Linked DNA regions of Mus musculus: region 1 is linked to region 2. Evidence: chromatin contacts called from public promoter capture Hi-C data. All regions are on one chromosome and are shown on one strand. Each heading gives the region's core, a stretch centred on a gene start, on an enhancer-like site or on the middle of the called end of the contact. The rest is flanking DNA. Distances are from core to core; before and after follow the strand shown. Region 1 overlaps Maco1 (macoilin 1). Region 2 has its middle 25 kb from the start of Man1c1.

Region 1 (5,357 bases), core at 1,203-3,702, 84 kb after region 2:
CATTGGAGGGAACCCCCCCAAAAACTTAAAAAAGAACCCAAAAAACAACAACATACCAGTCCTATTGAATACAAAGTTGGTGGGAGGGGAAGGTCTGTTATTCTGTTTTTCAGTTGTTTTCTTAGGCAAGATCTCACTACGTAGCCTAGGGTGTCCTTGAACTTGTGGCAATTCCCTTGGCTTGGCCTCTGCCACGCTATGCTTCTGTATGACAGCCATGCTGCAGCCTGTTCTCCTCTCTCAGCCCTCAGTTCTCTACAGCTTCACACAGCAAGGTGAAGGGAGCCAGCCCTCAGACTGTCCCCCAGAGGCCAACGCTAACAACTGCACAAGCTGCTCAGACGATGGCCAGGGTTCTTGCATGGTGGACTCTAGCAGACAGTTAACTCCTGGAACTCTAAGTGAGAATCTTCTTTGTGGGGAAGCCTATGAGAGACATCACTGTCACAGACACACACAGCTTAGAGACTACAAAGACAACCTTACCTTAATCAGCAACTAACTCCAGAACGAAATAAAGAAAGTTTAAGGAATTCACACAGAAGAGCCAGCTTCTGCCTGTCTCTTCAAATGAAACCAAAGCTCACTGTCATTTTTCAGTTCTGAGATTCAAAGTAAATATAGCCTAGTCCTCAGGAAAAGATCACACTTTGCAAAGAGTGGCAAAATTCCTTATCACCATTACTTATCACAAAAGCTTAGTAACTAATATTACAGTTAACTACATTACTAAAGCAGAGATAATATTATGAAACTCTTGCTGGAACAAAGCAAGTGTAGAATTGATGGGAACACGGAAAATTAAACATCAATGAATAGGAAGGTTGGGCCGTGTCTCCTGGTCAGCCTGAGACTGTCCTCCCCTGGTACCAGGAGGCCCTGCTCAAGGCCCCTAGGTGCACGTACTTGTTCTGCAGCAGCTCGTTCTCCTGCCGGAGCTGGCCCATTTCTGAGCGGATGCCTCGCTCTGTGCTTGAGAGGGCGCTGATCTGACTGCGCAGCTCTTGCTCCACTTGCCGGCTGGCTTGCAGGTCAGCCTTTAGCTTTTTAATGTCTTGTTCCAGCCTGGGAAAGGGAGAAAGGCAGCATTTTCATTTGTGAGACGCCTTAGGGAGTGGGACGGTCTCCACGGGACGACCTGTGATGTGCTTAGTTCTATGGTGTGACTGCCTTCACAGGAGGGCTTAACTTTTGATTGTCCCCAATGTCTACCTGAGTAGTGGATAAAGGAGCAGGGAAAAACAGGAGAGCTAAACATTCAAGTCTCTTCCCCACTGCTGACTTCCTTAGCAAGTAAAGCCTGCCAGAGCAATAAACTCAGAACCCAGCCAGAGACTCTTCTTTTTGACACTCTCCTAGATCAGACTGCACTGTCCCTCATCATGGGCTACAAGATCGCCATCCATTTCCAGAAACTGCTTGCTAAGTAACAGTCACACTTTTGGTATGGCACAAGAGCTCATCAAGGCTCAAGAAAAGGGACATTAAGAAAACTGTAAGCTAAAACCTACCTTACTGTGCCATTCCTTACTGCCTGCTCCATCTAGCCCATAATAACACCAGCTTAAGAGATATGCACTTGGGGTCTAAATATAAGCAAGCAGTAAAAGGAACTAAAGGGCAAAATCAAATCTCTTCTTCACAGGAAGGCTCTATAATTTCAACAGGGGCCAAAGACTGGATGACTAAAATAATTAGATAGTAACACAAGAAAGGCTACAATTAAACACACACTAGGAAGAATAATAGCAGCAGCCACTCCTCAGTGACTGGACGCACTGCTCCCGATAGGTCCGTAGCAATGTGAACTAATTTAATCAGCAGAGCTAAGGGCCAACTGCAATGATTATTCCCATTTTTCCCAGATGAAGAAATAAGAGTAAGAAAATCTTGCAGCCCACGATCGCCAGGCAGGATCCCCAGGATCCATCCATCCTCCTCCCCAGCCCAGCAATCTGGGGCAGGCTGTGCAGAGGATGGGAAGCAGGGAAGGAGGAGTGCTCCGAATGGAGTTGGCACACTTAAAACCTCCGAGGCACGAGCAGCCATGGTGCTTGGACAAGCCCTCAGTCTGGTGCCTGAGAAAGACTGTACTAGAACCAGTAGGAAAGAGTCAGCTGGACCTCGATAGCCGAGCTGAAGATCAGGCCCAGGACGTACACTACAGTGAAGCTCTGAGAAGACAGTTTTTCTACAAGACACAAATGGACAGATGAGCAAACATCAGTGCTTGGGTTCTGTGTGCAGAAACCCCATCCCTCCCCGGTGTTAAGGACATGCCAGGGCTTGCTCATGCTAAGCCACACTTAACCTCTCAACTACCACCCCAACCTGAGAAAACTCCTCAGCGCCTCTAGTCCAGCACACTGACAGAAGCACGGCTTCCGGTGCACAATGGGGATCTCCCTTTGGACTGTCAGATCCACAGACTAAAGCTCATACATGTTTTATTATGTGCAAAGTCCTCAGGGCCTACTGCAGAAATCAATACTCACTCAGTAATGTTCCCTGGTCTCTTACAGAAAGCTGAACACTTTCTTCCCCTAACTACCATTAGACAACTTTAAAACGACTCTCGAGCCCCAAAGTCATACTGCAGGCGCTATCACCAGTGTTCCCTTCCTTGTGAGAGCACAGCCTAGAGACTGAGTTCCAGGGGCACTGCTTGGTCTCCTGCCAGGGTTCACTCCCTAGGGAAGAGTCACAGGTCCACATCACACCACACTGTCCCTATCACCAAGGTCATTTCAGTTCAGTGTACTTGAAGATCAGCATTTAGATCATAGCTATGCTGTCCTTCATTCACCTGAAGTAACCCAAGGGCTACACTACAAATAGGCTGCGTAGGGTTCGTCCCATTAACAAGTGCATGCTCATGTTCACATCTCTTGTGAGGCCAGCCTCTCAGAGGAAGTAGTGCGTGTTTAGTGAAAGGGCAGGCTCCTCTGTGAGGACAGAGGCATTTGGTCTGTACAGGGCTCGGTCATCAGGGTCCTAAGCCTCTAGGGCCAACTCTGCACACATCTTTGCAGTTTCCTCATCTGCGGCTGACCATCTCTAAGGTTCTTCCCACTTATTCTAGGATTTTGAGGCCTGACACATTTAGAAATAGCTGCTGATTTACCTCTGAGCAGCAGCTTAATTAAGTTGTACCAGATGTAGATAGGGGAATCTGGTTCCACAGCACAGCTTACTGCCACTGAAGAAAAAAAGCCCCTTCTTTCAGATGCTACATTTTAGTAATTTTGTACTTATCACTTTTTTTCATTTTAAAAGTCTTCTGTTTTGGTTTTGTTGTTGTTGGTGGTGGTCTTGGTTTTGTTTTTTTAAGACAGGATCTCTTTGTGTAGCCTTGGCTGTCCTAGAACTCCCTCTGTAGATCAGATTGGCCCAGAACTCAAAGAGTTCTGCCTCCCTCTGTCTCCTCAGTGCTGGGATTAAAGGCACACACCACTACTGCCGGACTTCCAGTCTTTCACGTTAAGTGAAATGTCTCTATGACACAATGGCCTTCAGGGTATGTATGCAGTGAATCCCAGCAGTCAGGAGACACAAGAGTTTCAGGGAGACAGAGTTTCAGGCCAGTCTGCTTTACAAAGGGAGTCCAGGATGTCCAGAACTCTGTTACACAGAGAAATACTGTTTCAAAAGACATTATTTCCTCTAAGTAAAGTTTTGGGATTTCTTGAAATTTGCAATAATATAAAGAGTTTTGAGAACAAAGGATACAAACATAATTTTGGTAAAATACAGAACACAATGCTTTAAAAAGTTTCTTTCCACTTATCTAGTTAGTGTGCACATCTGCATGCGTGCATGCACGTGAAGGTCAGAGGACAAGTTCTGAGAGTATGCTCGCTCCTTCCACAGTGTAAGTGAGTGAGAGCCATTACTTCAAGTCACTGGGCTTGGCAGCAAGTGCCTTTTCCCTCTGAGCCATCTCCCTGGTCTCCCAAAATGCTCTTTAGAAGTGGAATTCAATGAGAATATTGTCAAAGCCAAACCAGCAGTACTATACAACAAAAAGAGGGAAGTTACAAAAATATGTTTCCTTTGTTAAGAAAGAAAGGATACTTTTTCAGAAGTATACATCTAAGATCTATATACTCTAGTGTGTACATGCTCAGAAGTACACATTCAAGATCTGTATACTTTAGTGTGGATATGGCATATTGCAGTAGGAAACTGCTTGAATCCAGAGCTTCCTGAATACTAGACTCTCCCACTGAGCTACATTTCTAGCTCAGGAAACCTCATCACCCCCGCCCCCCTTCACCCCAAGACAGAGGCTTACGATGAAGCACTGTAGAGCAGGTTGGCCTCAGAGATCCACCCACTTCTACCTCCAGAGAAATGGTTTGTTTTGAAAATACAAAACAATTTATTCTCATAAAAAAATAGGACAAAAATGCTTCAGTCTTTTCCTAACTACTGTCATTAGCTCCACCAACTCTTAATTACTGCTTTCCAAAGCGTGATAGTTAAGATCAGCGTCCCTGCCTGAGAAACCCTGGGCTTCACGATCACTACCTAATGACATTAGTTGAGTACGCTAAGAGAAAGTCTCAGTGACCTAAGAAATCCATAATCTAAGCATTTCAAATACTGACAAAGAAACTTCTACTAAAGACTAAAGACTGTCTGAGCTGCCTGAGCAGCAAAACCTCGACTTAAAAGCACAAGTCAAAACGCAGTGAGCAATCTCCATGGGCTACTGCAAGAAACTGTCACTTTGAAGACCTACTACATAGTTCAAATTTTTACTGAAACAGGTGGTAAAATGATTTATAACCTCTCACTGGGTTTAACTTTTTACTATAAGAATAAAATGCAGCCGGGCAGTGGTGGCGCACACCTTTAATCCCAGCACTTGGGAGGCAGAGGCAGGCGGATTTCTGAGTTCGAGGCCAGCCTGGTCTACAGAGTGAGTTCCAGGACAGCCAGGGCTATACAGAGAAACCCTGTCTCGAAAAACAAACAAGCAAACAAACAAAAACAAGAAATGCACTCAGCATTAAAAAAAAAAAAATCTAACAAAAGAATTCAAAGTGTAAACAACTCACACTCCTCTCATTTAGGCTGAATCAAATCATACTCGGCTTGCATCTGATGTACTTCTTCCCTACGAGCCTTTTCCCCACTTTCCATGCATGTAATACATTTATCATGAAGGGGGTTAACACACATACAGCCTGAATATCAGCTGCACCTTCACCTACTCAGACACTTTCCTTAAACTACTGCACGGTGCTCTACTGTATGGTGCTAACAACTGCTCAGTGGATGAAGGTGCATTCTATAACCCACACCATGAAAGGAGAGAACCAACTTCCAGAAGTTGCCCTCTACCTCACACG
Region 2 (5,801 bases), core at 2,922-5,421:
AAGTGGGGCGTGGCAGTCTCATGGGCTCATGTCTGTGAGGACAGCAGGATGCATCGGCCTAACCTGCAGAAATAGGGCTGGGGACATGGCTCAGGGGGAGAACACTTGTTTAGCACAGGCAAAGCCCTGGGCACAATCCCCAGTACCACGAAGAAGGAAGGAGGAGGAAGAAAAGAAAAAATGAGAGAGAAAGGGAGGAAGGGAGGAAGGAAGGAAGGAAGGAAGGAAGGAAGGAAGGAAGGAAGGAAGGCAGGCGAAAGAACAAAGAAAAAACAAAGAAAGACAGATAGGAAGGAAAGAGGACAAACAGAAAAAAGAACAGACAAAAAAGAAAAACTGGCAGGCAGGAAGGCAGACAGACAGAAATACAAGCTGGGGGGTGGCCCGGTGAGTAAAAGCACTTTCTGGAGCTGACAAGATGGCTCAGCAGGTAAGAGCACTGACAGCTCTTCCAGAGGTCCTGAGTTCAAATCCCAGCAACCACATGGTGGTTCACAATCATCTGTATGAGATCTGATGCCCTCTTCTGGTGAGTCTGAAGACAGCTACAGTGTCTTATTTATAATAATAAACAAGCGGGGCCCACCAGAGCGAACAGAGGTCCTAAATTCAATTCCCAACAACCCCATGAAGGTTCACAACTACAGTGTACTCATATACATAAAATAAATACATCTTTAAAAAAAAAAAAGCACTTTCTGTGCAGGCCTGATGACGAGAGTTTAATATCCAGAACCCATGTAAAAAGCTGGAAGTTGTGTGCTCAACTGTGATCTCAGAGCTCCTGCATCTACAGGAAAGGCAGAAACGGAAAAATTAAATAGAAACTCACAGGGCAGCCAGCCTATAGCACACAGCACAGAAACAAGAGAAAGTCTGCCATAGTACATAGTTTGGCAGGCACATGTACGTGTACACACACATACACACACACACACCAAAATAATAATAATAATAATAATAATAATAATAAATGTAGAAAGAGATATTGGTAGATCAAGTCCAGTGTGATGGCTTGGACTTGAAGCTGATTAAGAAAGACCCGATAGCTCAAGGCTAGCCTGGGCTACACAGTGAGTTCCAGGCCAGGCATGGAAAGTTACATATTAAGACCCTCTCTCCAAAGAATTCTGTAGCAAGCTGCAGGCTGCTGGTGGGGGACACAGAAGGTCAGTGAAGCTGTCTAGCTCATCCCAACATGTTACTAATACCTGATGGAGCCTGTTTGACCACTGCAGAGACCTCAGAGTCTGGAGTCCTCCTGGGAGTCTTGCTTCATCTCCCTGAACTATATACACCACCCTCTTCCCTCCACTCCATGTGTGCGCACAGCTTCTACAGCTCTGCCTCGAGGCCTGCCCCTACCCTGGCCAGCACCAGCACACATTTGGAAGGACCTGGGGCTTCTGCTGGGTCAGGTTTAAAGTTAAGTGTTGCTTTTTTGTCTGGAAATTAGTCAGCGTCAGACTAGGTCAGAGGTCAAACTGAGGGTAAAGGTGACTCATGAGAATTTTCAATCAGCCAAGCTTCAGTTGGGGGTCAGGTTTAGATCACAGAGTATATAGTAAAGGGCTCAGCCTAAAGATGGGGTCAGACCTCAGCCTAGGACTATGAGCTGGGTCACAGTTGGAGCTGAGGACAAGGGCCAGTGCAGGCCAGATTGGGGTCTCAGCCTGGAACCAGGCAGGGATCAGTTCAGCGTGAGCACAGAGACAGAGATCTGACTCTGTATCTAGTTGAGGAGTGTGGGTTCTGCTTTTCCTGTTGAGGCTCCCAGATGCTCAGGCCTGGAGTGTGAGCTGTGTCCAGCATAGAGTGAGGCAGAAGTCCAGCATATACCCTGACAGGTTCTCCACCCCTGCCCTGGTGCTGAACCACAGACACACTAGTAATTCCCTCACCTGGATTACTGTGCACTGTGAAAATACATACACATATAAACACACACACATGCACACACACACACACATGAATGCATATAGACACACACATGCATTCACATATATACACATACTCATATGCAGACACATATACACAAGCACATACATGCCCATGCATGTATATACACGTATGTACACAGATGTACACAAATGCACACATGCACACATGCACACACACATAAACACACACATACAAATATAGCCATACACATGCCCACATACACACACTCACACATATACACATGAGTACATACACTACAAACACATACCATCACACACACACATACATACACACTCTCTCTCATACACACACACAAATATACTGTACACCCCACACATGGGAAGCAGGGATCTAGGCACGAGGCCCCTGGGAAGACTCCAGCACAGCTGCAGGGAACGCCTGCCCAGGTCAGAGTGATGGGTCAGGCAGGACCAGTCTTCAGAAGTCCAGGTCTCTGCAAACTGTCCATGCCACCTAACGATTGTTCCCTGGGAATGACACTACCCAGAGCCCTGAAAAGACAGTGGCCAGGTATAGAGGAAAGAGCTGTGGCTGGAGGTAAGGAGTCTAGGTGTCACTGCCTCACATCTTGTCTCCAAGCCATCTACAAAATGGGAATAAATAAGAAGGGTTAATTTCCTTCTTGACAGAAACATCATGACCGAAAGCAATCTGAGGGGGAAAGGGCCTACGCAGCTCACACTTCCACATCACTGGTCGATGTCATAGAAGTGAGAACAGGAGCTCAAGCAGGGCAGGAACCTGGAGGCACAAGCTATTGCAGAAGCCAAGGACGGGTGCTACTTACTGGCTTGTTTCCCTGGATTGCTCAGCCTGCTTCCTTATAGAACCCAGGACCATCAGCCCAAGAACGGCTTCACCCACCATGGGCTGGGCCCCTCCCCTGTCAATCAGTCATTAAGAAAATGCCCAGCAGGCTTGTCTACAGCCTGATCTATGAGAGCACTTTCCCAAACAAGGTTCCTTCCTCTCAGATGACTCTAACTTGTGTCAGGTTGGCAGAAAACTCACCAGTACAGCAGACAGATGAGGAAACTGTCAGGCAGAGTCGGACCCAGAGCCCCAAAGCAGAAAAACAGTGAGATGGGGATGAAGACCAGGCTCAAAGCCCACAGTTCTCTTGCCAGTCAGACCTTTGTTTCCAAAAATCACTTCTCCACACCCCATGCTGGAGGCTGGTGAAAAGAAGAAATCATGAGGTGGAGCGGGATAAAGATCCCATTTTGGGCCCACTGGGATCCTGGGGCCCAGGGGAGCTGAATAGGTCCAAAGACCAAGCCAACCTGCGCTAGTAAAAATTTGATCCGTGACACAGGATCAAATCCTGGTTTCCATGCACACCTGCTGTGTGATCTCAGGCAAATCACCTCACCTCTCTGAGCAAGATGCAAACCTCCATCTATGGGGGAGACGACCTCTGGCATCATTTCCTCTTGTATCTGTGAGATAAGGGGAAGCAGAGGCGAAGTGGTCTGCAAGCGCTAGTGGGGCTGCCATCACACACACACACACACACACACACACACTCCTTCTCCTCCTGGTTTGCCCTGCAGAAGCCAATCATTCATATTAATTCTGAAGTAATGTTGGGACTACTGGTTGGGATTATGGGATGGGCAGGAGAAGGGGTGTCCCTTTGCTTCTTGAATGGATAATGAGGATCAGAGGCATAGCGGAGTATTTATGCGGATGGGGTGTGGCTCAGTAGTTGAATACATGCAAAGCCCTGGGTTTCATGCCCCGCACAAGAACATTGCTAAGCCATCAGACTGGGGCAGCAGGACGCTCCTTCTAGAGCTCACTGAGAGAGCAACTGACCACCCTCCCTCTCCATTTTCAAAAGACTGGGGACAGGGATTCCTCAGAGATGTGAAACTGAAGATTTTCTGTAGCCAGACTGACTACTCTGTTGGTTCTTCTTTCTTCCATTGTTGAGAAACCTTGTTGCTGTAAAGGTCGTTGTATACCATGACTGGACAGCTCCCCGAGCTCTGCACAAAAAGGAGGACTGCCGTTTTCAGCAGGGCTTCCTCTTCTCTGCCTGACCTTATCTAGGGAGCCTGACCCCCACATCCTCTATCTGAGGAACGTTACTTGGTCTTTGGTTCAACTCCCATTCTCCTGCCCTGCAGGCCTTTGGAATGCCTCTCCATGCAAATGAGGCATTCCCATGCAAATGAGGTGTTCCCAGCTCTGCAAGCCTCAGCCAAAGTTCTTTCAGCTGACACACCCCTTCTCACTTCCCGAGGTCTCTAAGCGCCCTGGAGCTATTACGCACACAGTGTTTCACTGAATGCCTTCTAAGGGACCTCGAAGCTGGATCGACATCCTGAGGTCCTGCTGATCCACCGGTTCCGCCTTCCTCTATCCTTTCCCACCCCATGTGCAGCAGGCACCTGGACAGCCCAGGGTGAGAAGTGAGACCCAGAACCACTTTCCACCTGTCTCTACCCCTTCTCTTCCACCCTTTCAACACACTAACAGGAGACAGGAGAGGATAAAAAGGATAGAGGGGAAAGGGGGTGACGTTATCTTTAAACTACTTCCTGCTGATTAGGAGCATCAAGTTCCTTTAGGCCAGTTTGATTTTCACCCAGCAGAATATCTAATTTCTTCTTCTAGTTCCTTTGCACACAACTACTTAACTAATAGCAACCAGCCAACAGCCCACCCTGCCTCTCAGGGCCCTAGCATTTATAGACCCTCTGAAGTGTCCCCAGAATTCCAAAGGTCACACAATCTCCAAAATTGTCTGTGGCTAGCAAAACCACACCCCTCTTAGAGCACAAGGCTAACTCCTAGTCAGCTGCTGTGGACAGTCTGAAGCAGCCCCATATCCCGTATCTGTGATCAAAATGAAGACATATTCCCATATGTCTGTGTTTTTCAAAAAAATCAAGATTCTCACTAGATTTTCCCACCAGCCAATCCCAGAGGTAAAGGTATCAAGAAAACAAAATGTGGGTCTCCGAAAGACCATGCAGCAGTGAAGAGCACTTCTTTTTTTTTTCCGAGACAGGGTTTCTCTGTGTAGCCCTGGCTGTCCTGGAACTCACTCTGTAGACCAGGCTGGCCTCGAACTCAAAAGTCCACCTGCCTCTGCCTCCCAAGTGCTGGGATTAAAGGTGTATGCCACCATGCCCGGCTGAAGAGCACTTCTTGCAGAGGATCCAGGTTTGATTCCCAGCACCAAAAGGGCAGCTCACAACCATCCGTTACTCCAGTTTCCAGGCACACACATGATGAAGAGACGTATAGGCAAGCAAAAATAGTCATACACATGAAATAAAGTAAATATATCTAAAAATAGATTTTTATAGAAAAAGCAAATACATTTTCCGGGGATACTGTCTGGTATGGGAGGCTGTCCCCTCCCTTGGGCAGCCTCAGAAAAGAGAAGTGTAAGAAGAGAATAGAGAACCATTGTGGTCAAAGGACAACAGCCAGCCTGGGGCCTACCATGTGCTGAGGCTCAGCAGGGGTCACAGAAAGGTGCTGAGCTCATACAGCCTCCCAACACCCACCTAAGAGGACTCCCAGCGCCCGCCCGGGAAGCATGGGGTCTTAACAGCAGGAGCCACAGGCTGGTAGCTGCAGGTAGGAGTGGGGAGGGGGAAGCAGCTAAGGAGTAACATAGGTAAACTGTGGGGGCCAGGATACCAGAGACTCCACACATGTTCTGCAATGAGCTGTCATGCTGACCCTTGCCACAGCAGGGGTCCTGGCTAAACCAGAGAGAGGAGGATGAAGGGGGGAGACATCCACACTGATCCTGGGAGGCATTACATTAAGTGGGAGAGTTACCACAGAGAATATGGTTGCATTTCCATCACAGGCCC

The links. Capture Hi-C pulls out chosen DNA fragments and counts their contacts.
Region 1: a promoter capture Hi-C map of liver shows a contact between it and region 2. The contact joins two enhancer-like sites. A contact is called at or near these places in 4 of 484 Hi-C or Micro-C datasets (Sertoli cells, bone marrow-derived macrophages, cerebral cortex and 1 more), 3 of 115 datasets of contacts at active chromatin or transcription factors (acute myeloid leukemia and embryonic stem cells) and 3 of 9 other capture datasets (adipose tissue, liver and pancreatic islet).

The regions. Positions count from the first base shown.
Region 1 is chr4:134,811,634-134,816,990 of GRCm38.p6, forward strand. It overlaps Maco1 (macoilin 1), which reads right to left. Exons shown (of 11, transcript NM_025382.6): 7 at 907-1,065. Among named protein-coding and RNA genes, the nearest start is that of Maco1, 39 kb to the right of the region's middle. Within about 2 kb of position 2,453, at least 37 of the 459 cell types and tissues checked have an H3K27ac peak or open chromatin away from gene starts, as enhancers often do. A contact at or near this core is called in liver, where this site is marked.
Region 2 is chr4:134,726,225-134,732,025 of GRCm38.p6, forward strand. No RefSeq gene overlaps it. Among named protein-coding and RNA genes, the nearest start is that of Man1c1, 25 kb to the left of the region's middle. Within about 2 kb of position 4,172, at least 52 of the 459 cell types and tissues checked have an H3K27ac peak or open chromatin away from gene starts, as enhancers often do. A contact at or near this core is called in liver, where this site is marked.